Linked DNA regions of Zea mays: region 2 is linked to region 1. Evidence: chromatin contacts called from public Hi-C data. All regions are on one chromosome and are shown on one strand. Each heading gives the region's core, a stretch centred on a gene start, on an enhancer-like site or on the middle of the called end of the contact. The rest is flanking DNA. Distances are from core to core; before and after follow the strand shown. Region 1 has its middle 22 kb from the start of LOC100193101. Region 2 has its middle 69 kb from the start of LOC109945164.

Region 1 (4,039 bases), core at 506-3,005:
GCTACATATGGTATACTCTACCGACTATCGCGCTGCAAATTGATTTCAACAAACTGAAATTGTTGCAGAGAATTGACAGTCAACTACCGAATAAACGAATAATCAACCAAATGCGAACGCGTGCAGACTTGGTTCTTTAGCACACTTATCGTATCCGGCAGTTTATCTAGTCATTCAAAACACTATTTTGTACGATAAACTGCACTGTTTATAGGGTAGAGTTTAAATATGAGAATGAAGATTTTAAGTTGCTGGAGATAGTTACGAGTTGTTTATTACCCACTCTGTTCTAAATTAAAATTTATTTTAGTTAATTAATAGGCTCATATAATACTTAATATATATGTTTTATTTATGTTTCTAAATTCATCTTCATCTATTTAGATATACATATAAAATTCAAAAGCTAAAACGAATATTATTTAAGGACGGAGAGGTACTTCAGGTCCGGTTCATGAGACGTAGTTCATCGTAATACGTCACCCAAATTACAGGTTGACCGTTTATTTATTAAATATTAAAATTCTATGATTATAAAGCTATGATTATTGGATACTATATTCTGATCATGAATTTAACTATATCCCGTGTGTTACAATATTTAGAAATTGTTCACCAAATTATTGGTCACATGTTAAGAAGCTTGAATCTTGTTTTGTGTTTATTTTATAAACTGGACCAGAGGAAGTAGTTGTCTGGTGCAGTTAGGCTGGTTTCAATCAGGGGATGTTGGTAACGGCTGATTCCACGTGGTTCGATAGGTCTGTGGATCTGTCTCTTCGGACAGTCGGACCGCTGCATTATATTATATGGTTCAGTTGGTATCGATCTAACTCGCTCCGTAACAGTCGTCTTTAGTGATATGACATGTTCTTATTGTTGTATGTGTTTGTCATGTCAGCTAGTTCTTTTTACTATTTGAAGTCCAAAAATTCTAAAATCTAGTCTATAAATTAAAATTTACTTATGCATTTTTATTTTTATGTTTAAGTCATGTATTTTTATTTATAAATTATGTATTTTTTATTTTTATGTTTTAGTTATGTAATTTTTTACTGTTTTTATAAATTATGTGTTTTTATTTTTTATTTACTTAATTACTCGGATGATTTATTTTAATAAAATACCATGTTTCGTTTCAACTAAGTCTGGAAAAAAATAATATGACAATGAGGTGGATGTAGGCTAACGATAAAGATTATATACTGGAGAATCACAATATATAAGAACCGAGGATGGTCATTAGCATGGTCGATAGTACGATTGATAAAGCTTGAAAGTGTTAGAACTAGTGTTTGACCTACAACTTTGTAGATAAGATTTTACTGAAGAACAAGTACGTTAGGCGGGTTTTAAAACTGTGGCGTGAACAAAAAATTGTCATAAACAGCCTATTAAAGTTTGGTAAAATATGGTTATTGACTGAATAGGTCGTTGAACCACCCTTGATCTATAAGGGTTAGTTTAGAAACTCGATCCTTGGGATTGAAAGGGAAATTAGTTTATTTCCACCGTAATCCTAAACTAGCCTTGATATAAATCTTAACACCCGAAGCAGACGCTCAAGAGTGTCATGTCACTCGTTAACTTGTAAAACATAGGATCCGGAGATCACGGGATACCCATAGTTGGATCAGAGTCATCACGGCTCGTGGGCTATTAAGATAAAACTTAGGGCCTCGCTCACCTCACCAATTGTTTTGCCTCCTAGGACACGGAACGCGCGAGTCCGCTTGGATAGGCGACGGCGCGAGGTCACAAGGCCGTGCCATGGCCCTGGCCGAGCCGCATCCAGCCCTTGATGTGAGCACCCACCCGCTAGTAAGCGCGCCCCGGGCCAAAGAACTCAGGTATGGACTTCATAATGTTGTTTTTTTTGGCGCCTTCACCCTCCCAATCTGTTCTAGCCAACCTCATCCTTGACTTAAACACCCAATGAAGAATATGCTATGTTAGAGTTAGCCATATGAACTCTAAGATCTCCCCCTGCACCAGAACTTGATTGTCCCCAATCAAGAGCATCCGAAAATATCGTCCTCAATGCCTCATAGAATTCTCAAGTAGAATCAGTTGGAGATAAATGAGACCAAGTAACCTTGACCTGCACCACTAGATGACCGCCTTTACAAATGAGGCGACGCTCCGGTATTTGAACCGGTCTCACGTCCACTCTAGATAAATCAACCATATGAGACAAACCAGATAAATCAGAGTAGAACTAGGAGTGAATGGTTTTAACAGGAAACATGGAATATTGAGTGAATCAATGTAGTTGTTGGCAAATCCAACTTATAGGCCACTGAACCGATATGCTACAATATTGTAAATGGTCCAAAGTATCTGAATGCCAACTTCAGACAGCGTCGATTGACTTCCAAGCTCTAAACATATGGTTGTTGTTTCAAAAGAACTGAATCATACACGATTAGTTCGATGTTTATCAACTTGTAGTTTCATATGGTTCTTAACAGTGGCCAACCTTTCCTATAACAACCAGGGTTGAAAACGGACGGAAAAAATCCCGTCCCGACCCGTACCGTTTTCTACATTTGACTCGACCGTTTCCGTATTTATGGAAAAATATGAAAACGGGACGGAAATGAGAGATGACTTATTCCGTCCGTTTTTACGAGATCCCGTTTTTTTCCGGATTGAACCCGTATTTATTCCGTATTTGACAAATATGGGACGAGCCTAATATGCATTAGTATATAAACTAAATCCTCGTGTATTTAGGTGACAAATTATAGCACAATTGACCATTGTAACCACCGGCTCTTTTCAAATGACAAGTGATCTAAAGTCTTAAACAACATCGGATGTAGCTAAATGTACACATTTAGCAACCAAACAACAATAGAATGTTGTCTCTCTATATCTATTCGTTTTATGTTATTGTTCTGCCAATCAATCACTAGTCAAACATCAATAACATTTCTATTTGTATTAAATTATGAGTTTCCGTTAGTATTTCCGTTTTCATTCGTTTTCGCAATTCCGTTTATCCCGCTCCCGTTTCCGTTCCCGACTATTTCAGACCCGATCCCGTTTCCGATGATAAAAGGCGGATACGGAAACGGGAGAGAGGTTTTTCCGTTCGTTTCCGTCCGTTTTTATCCCTAATAACAACCAGCGCCGGCCCTGGTGGGGGTCGAGCAGTGCCCCCGACCAGGGCCCCCATATTAACGGGGCCTCACCCTAGATACTGAAAATCACCCTAGGTACTAAAAACCAGTACATATATACAAGTATATAACATATTGTGTATAGATCTATATATTGGCTCTATAGAATTTTTTAAAGGTCTAATTATAATTCAACAACACAGCAGCAACAAGCAAGGATAATTCATTGTAGCCCATTAATCTTGACTTCGTAGTCTCAGGCCCAGCCGCCTAGTCTCTCAGTGTGTAGTGAGACAACAATGTTTGCCGTTTCATTTCTATCTCTCGCATAGTCGCAGACAGACAGACGGTCATGCCCTATCCTCTTGGTAGCGAGCGCACGAGCATCGGTACGGTGATGCTTTCGTCCTGCTCTACACGGTGAAAACGAAACTAAAGACCTGATCGACTAATTTAACAACGTGCATCCATTAATCAATGTTCGAGGTAACCTTCTTTTGAGTTATTTGGACACATATATATGTGGCATTTTTATGCGAGATGTTTGGCTATATTTTAATTACTTTTTATTTAATATTAATACCTTTTTCAGATATACATAAATATTTATTGATAATATATACACATTATATCTAAGTGTAATAATTATAAAGAGCCTCTCATATAAGTTTTGTCCCGAGCCTCTAAAATATCAGGACCGTCACTGATAACAACTTGGAGTAACTCTATCGAGCAGCCAACAACTCCCTCATAGTGAGATCACCAGGCACTGAAACACTTGATTCCCTAATAAAAGCTGAGTCATACTGTGACATCCTAAATTTGGGGTATCAAATTTCTTTTTTGATATCCACCAAATTCAGGTGTTACCCTCTCCTTTAATTACTTCTCTTCTCTTTTTTCTAAATAATGGA
Region 2 (4,039 bases), core at 961-3,460, 220 kb before region 1:
TGTGGCCTCCTCAACGGGGAGTAGGTTTGCAAGAACCGAACCTCGGTAAAACAAATCTCCGTGTCTCATTTGCTTATTCGCTTGGGATTTGTTTTGTGCCCTCTCTTGCGGACTCATTTATTGTTACTAACGCTAACCCCGGCTTGTAGTTGTGTTTATATTTGTAAATTTCAGTTTCGCCCTATTCACCCCCCCTCTAGGCGACTATCACAAACCAAGTGGTGGCAAAGAACGATCCAAATATGTCAAATCCTGTCAAAGACTATTTTTGTTCTCAATTGCATTGATGTTGCACTTCTAATTGTTGCTTTTTGATGTGTTGGCATAAATCACCAAAAAGGGGGAGATTGAAAGGGAAATGTGCCCTTGGGCCATTTCTAGTATATTTTGGTGATTAAGTGTCCAACACCTATTAAGTGGGTTATTATATGCCAAATGATGAATGAAGTGCAAATCAACAAGAAGGTATGATTCTAGACTTAGTACGTTGGTTTTTGTGTACTAATATATTTGTCTAAGTGCTAGGATCAGAGAAAAGGAAAGAAGAGCAGAACTTGACTCGAAGCAGCCAAGACTCTGCTCAGTCTGGCACACCGGACTGTCCGGTGGTGCACCGGACAGTGTCCGGTGCGCCAGGCTGGCTTCCGGCGAACTGGCTGCTCTCGGGAGTTTTTGGCGGCATACGACTATAATTCACCGGACTGTCCGGTGGCGCACCGGACTGTCCGGTGAGCCAACGGCCGCCAGCGCAACGGTCGGCCGCAAAATCCGCGGGCGACGCGTGGCTCGCTCCAACGATCAGCAGGGGGCACCGGACTGTCTGGTGTGCACCGGACAGTGTCCGGTGCGCCAACTGCCATCAATCTACAACGGTCGGCTGCGCCCGATTTGGAAGAGAATCAGGCACCGGACATGAACAGTGGTTGTCCGATGGCACACTGGACTGTCCGGTGCGCCACCCGACAGAAGGCAACTTTGGCCTTCCAATATTGCTTCCAACGACTCCTAGCTGCCTTGGGGCTATAAAAGGGACCCCTAGGCGCATGGAGGAGAAATACAAGCATTCCTTGATCATTCCCAAGCACCAAGACTCCATTCTCGCGCATTCGACTATTTGAGATAGTGACTTGAGCCCCATTTGAGTAGAGAACTCCTCGAGTTGTGTTGTGAGCTCAAGTTGTGGCTTGTGTGCGTGATTGTGCTCTTGTTTTGAGTCTTGTGTGTGTTGTTCTTCCCTCCCTTACTTCCGTGCTTCTTTGTGATCATTAATTGTAAGGGCGAGAGGCTCCAAGTTGTGGAGATTCCTCGCAAACGGGAGAAAGTATAAGAAAGGAAAACACCGTGGTATTCAAGTTGATCATTGTATCACTTGAAAGGGGTTGAGTGCAACCCTCGTCCACTAGGATGCCACAACATGGAGTAGGCAAGTGTTATACTTGGCCGAACCACGTGATAAATCACCGTGTCTTTTGTGTTGATTTTCTTTGTGACCATTGTGTTTCACAAAAGCTCGGTCCTTAGCCACTTGGTCCTATTGCACTAACTCTTAACCAAGTTTTGTGGTTACAAGTATTTGATTTTTATAGGATCACCTATTCACCCCCCCTTCTAGGTGCTCTCAATAGCCTCACCCAACGTGGGAGGTACAGGCGGCGGGTTCGGAATTTCCTCCACTGTAATACCCAAATTATAAAACTTATAAAAGAGTTGATCTCGCTACATGTTTTGCCATCCACTCATCTTTACATGGGAATAATCACATTTAAAGAATTAAATAAGGCACATCCATAATTCCATGCATCATGTCGAGTTCTCATGTTTGTGCATCTAATACTGGCAAGATTAATAAAGATGTGCTAATGTCCAAATTAGGATTTAACCCAAAATTACAATTTAGAGATTTGGGAAGGATAACCTAGAAATGGGCAAAATGAGAAAATACTACATAGTATAAAATAAATATAACTAAAATTATTCCAATACTGGTGTGTTCAAATTGAACATTGAATTTAAAGTACAAAATTTTCCACAAAATAATTCAAATTCAAATTGAGAATTGAAAATCGAAATAAAGGAAAATAAATAAACAATGGAAAAAGGGATATCACCTGTGCTGGGCCGCAATGTGGATTTCGGCCCACCTCCTGTACACGCGCCATACCCGTTTTCACTTCTGCATGGCCCAACTCCACTCACGCCGTCGACGCTGTCTCCGCAGGGCCGCTGGCCAGTTGCACGGGGAGGGGCGTTTGCGAATGTCATGTGGGGCCGGGGCATCAGAGCCATCCCTCACCGAATCGTAGCTATCGGCCTGCCGCTCCCTGCGAAACAGAAATCGCCGAAGTCCACGGAGCCATGGTCACCACCACGCCGCGAAGCCCGCACCCCCGTCGGATGAAGTCAAACTCAAAATCCTGGTGCCGGATGATTCGGATCGGAGTTGCGCTACTTGGATTAAATTGCCGACTGTTCCAACCTTCGTCCTGTCATCACCGTGGGAGGGAATAAGTGCCGCCGTGGGCAATCCATACCCTCGCCATCGCCTAGCCCTCAACAAACCACTTGGCTATTCACTGGCGCGTGCGGGTCGTGTGGGAGTGTGCTATTTGGTGTGAGCACCACCTGCGCCAACCGGATTTCTCGCTGGTGTTGGGAGGCGCCGCGGATTCACCTCCAGCTATGGTCGGACGGCTGCGCTTCATCGTTCCGGTTAGGGAACTCCCATCGGCCTTGTTCGTTTCTACCGGATTGATAGGTCGAAACGATTCCTAACCGGATTGATTCTCTGATTTATATAAACTTTGATTAGGTGAAACGATTCCGGGTGCAATCCGATGAAAACGAACAAGGCCTTCAAAGTTTACTCTTGTTTCGTTGTGTTTAGAGCCCGTTACGTAGAAGTTCGTGCGTTGGAAATTTGGAATCGGTGGTCGCCGGAGTTGCGCCACCGTGGCTGTGCTCCGCCGGTTCCTAGCCGCTGCGCGCTAGCAAGGGGGACAAGGGGGAAGGCATATTGTTAAGCGTTGGATCCTAGATTGGTGTTCGAAATTGGATTGTGCGCATAGGATCAGCTGGGGTGGTGTGGTCCGTTCGATTCAGATCGAAGGGTCGCATGGCCTCCCGTGGTCATTAGATCATGTTCACAGAACTCGCGATCGACGACCATGCTTGCATGCGGGCATTTAATCGCCCAGATGAAACGCTGGCCGCTTGATGGTGATCCATCGGCTCCGGTTCGCCTATACCGCTTCGCCGCTCACTTTTCACAAAAAGGGCTCCGACTTTTTTAAAATTCGTCTGCCATCCACTAGAACCCAAAAACAGTAGCGGATAAGCCCTAGAATTTATGAATAGAACCCTAAACTTCTCTGGAATCGTGTGCGTAGTCCAGAAAATAAAGAAAATAGGAAAATAGATTTAGAAATCGATTTTGAGTATAAAAATAATTGCAAAACTTATATAAATCACATTTAAATCATTTTAGCTCCAAATTGATTCATTCCAGAGGCATTAATTTTGTTTTAATATTGTTTATCAACTAGTAACTCTGTTTAACCATGAAATTTGGACTAAAATTATTCACTTGAACCCTCTATTCTAGCCTTCTAGGTACTAAATAATTTTAGAAATTCACAACTAGAAAACCATAACTCCGAATTTAGCGATTCTTGTTCCTACGATCTTGTTACGATACATAGAATATATCATGCATTCTGTTTTGATGCTTGGTGTGATGTTAATTTTTGCTATACTATGTTTGTTTGTATTGTTGCGAGTAGACAAGCTAGCCACAGAGGATCCAGGGGTTCAACAGGTGGAGACTGCTAAGTAGGAGCTCGTTGAAGGCAAGTTGTGCCCTTTATCACTTCTTTTTACCTAATCATGTTCTTATTAATCATAATGATCTGCATAGGTTAATTTTGATGGGACCCTTTAGGTTACCCTAGTTTGACTATCTTTATACCTTGATTACCACTGAACTTTTTGGGTAGTACTTGCTATTGCTTTATATGGTTTTGGGTATGGAGATACACATTAT

The links. Hi-C and Micro-C count contacts between places; a contact is called where the count stands out from the background.
Region 2: a contact with region 1 is called in a Hi-C map of tassel, with 2.2 times the contacts expected there. The contact joins two enhancer-like sites. A contact is called at or near these places in 2 of 25 Hi-C or Micro-C datasets (ear and tassel).

The regions. Positions count from the first base shown.
Region 1 is chr3:68,611,392-68,615,430 of Zm-B73-REFERENCE-NAM-5.0, reverse strand. No RefSeq gene overlaps it. Among protein-coding and RNA genes, the nearest start is that of LOC100193101, 22 kb to the left of the region's middle. Within about 2 kb of position 1,755, at least 10 of the 20 cell types and tissues checked have an H3K27ac peak or open chromatin away from gene starts, as enhancers often do. A contact at or near this core is called in ear and tassel, where this site is marked.
Region 2 is chr3:68,826,987-68,831,025 of Zm-B73-REFERENCE-NAM-5.0, reverse strand. No RefSeq gene overlaps it. Among protein-coding and RNA genes, the nearest start is that of LOC109945164, 69 kb to the right of the region's middle. Within about 2 kb of position 2,210, at least 18 of the 20 cell types and tissues checked have an H3K27ac peak or open chromatin away from gene starts, as enhancers often do. A contact at or near this core is called in ear and tassel, where this site is marked.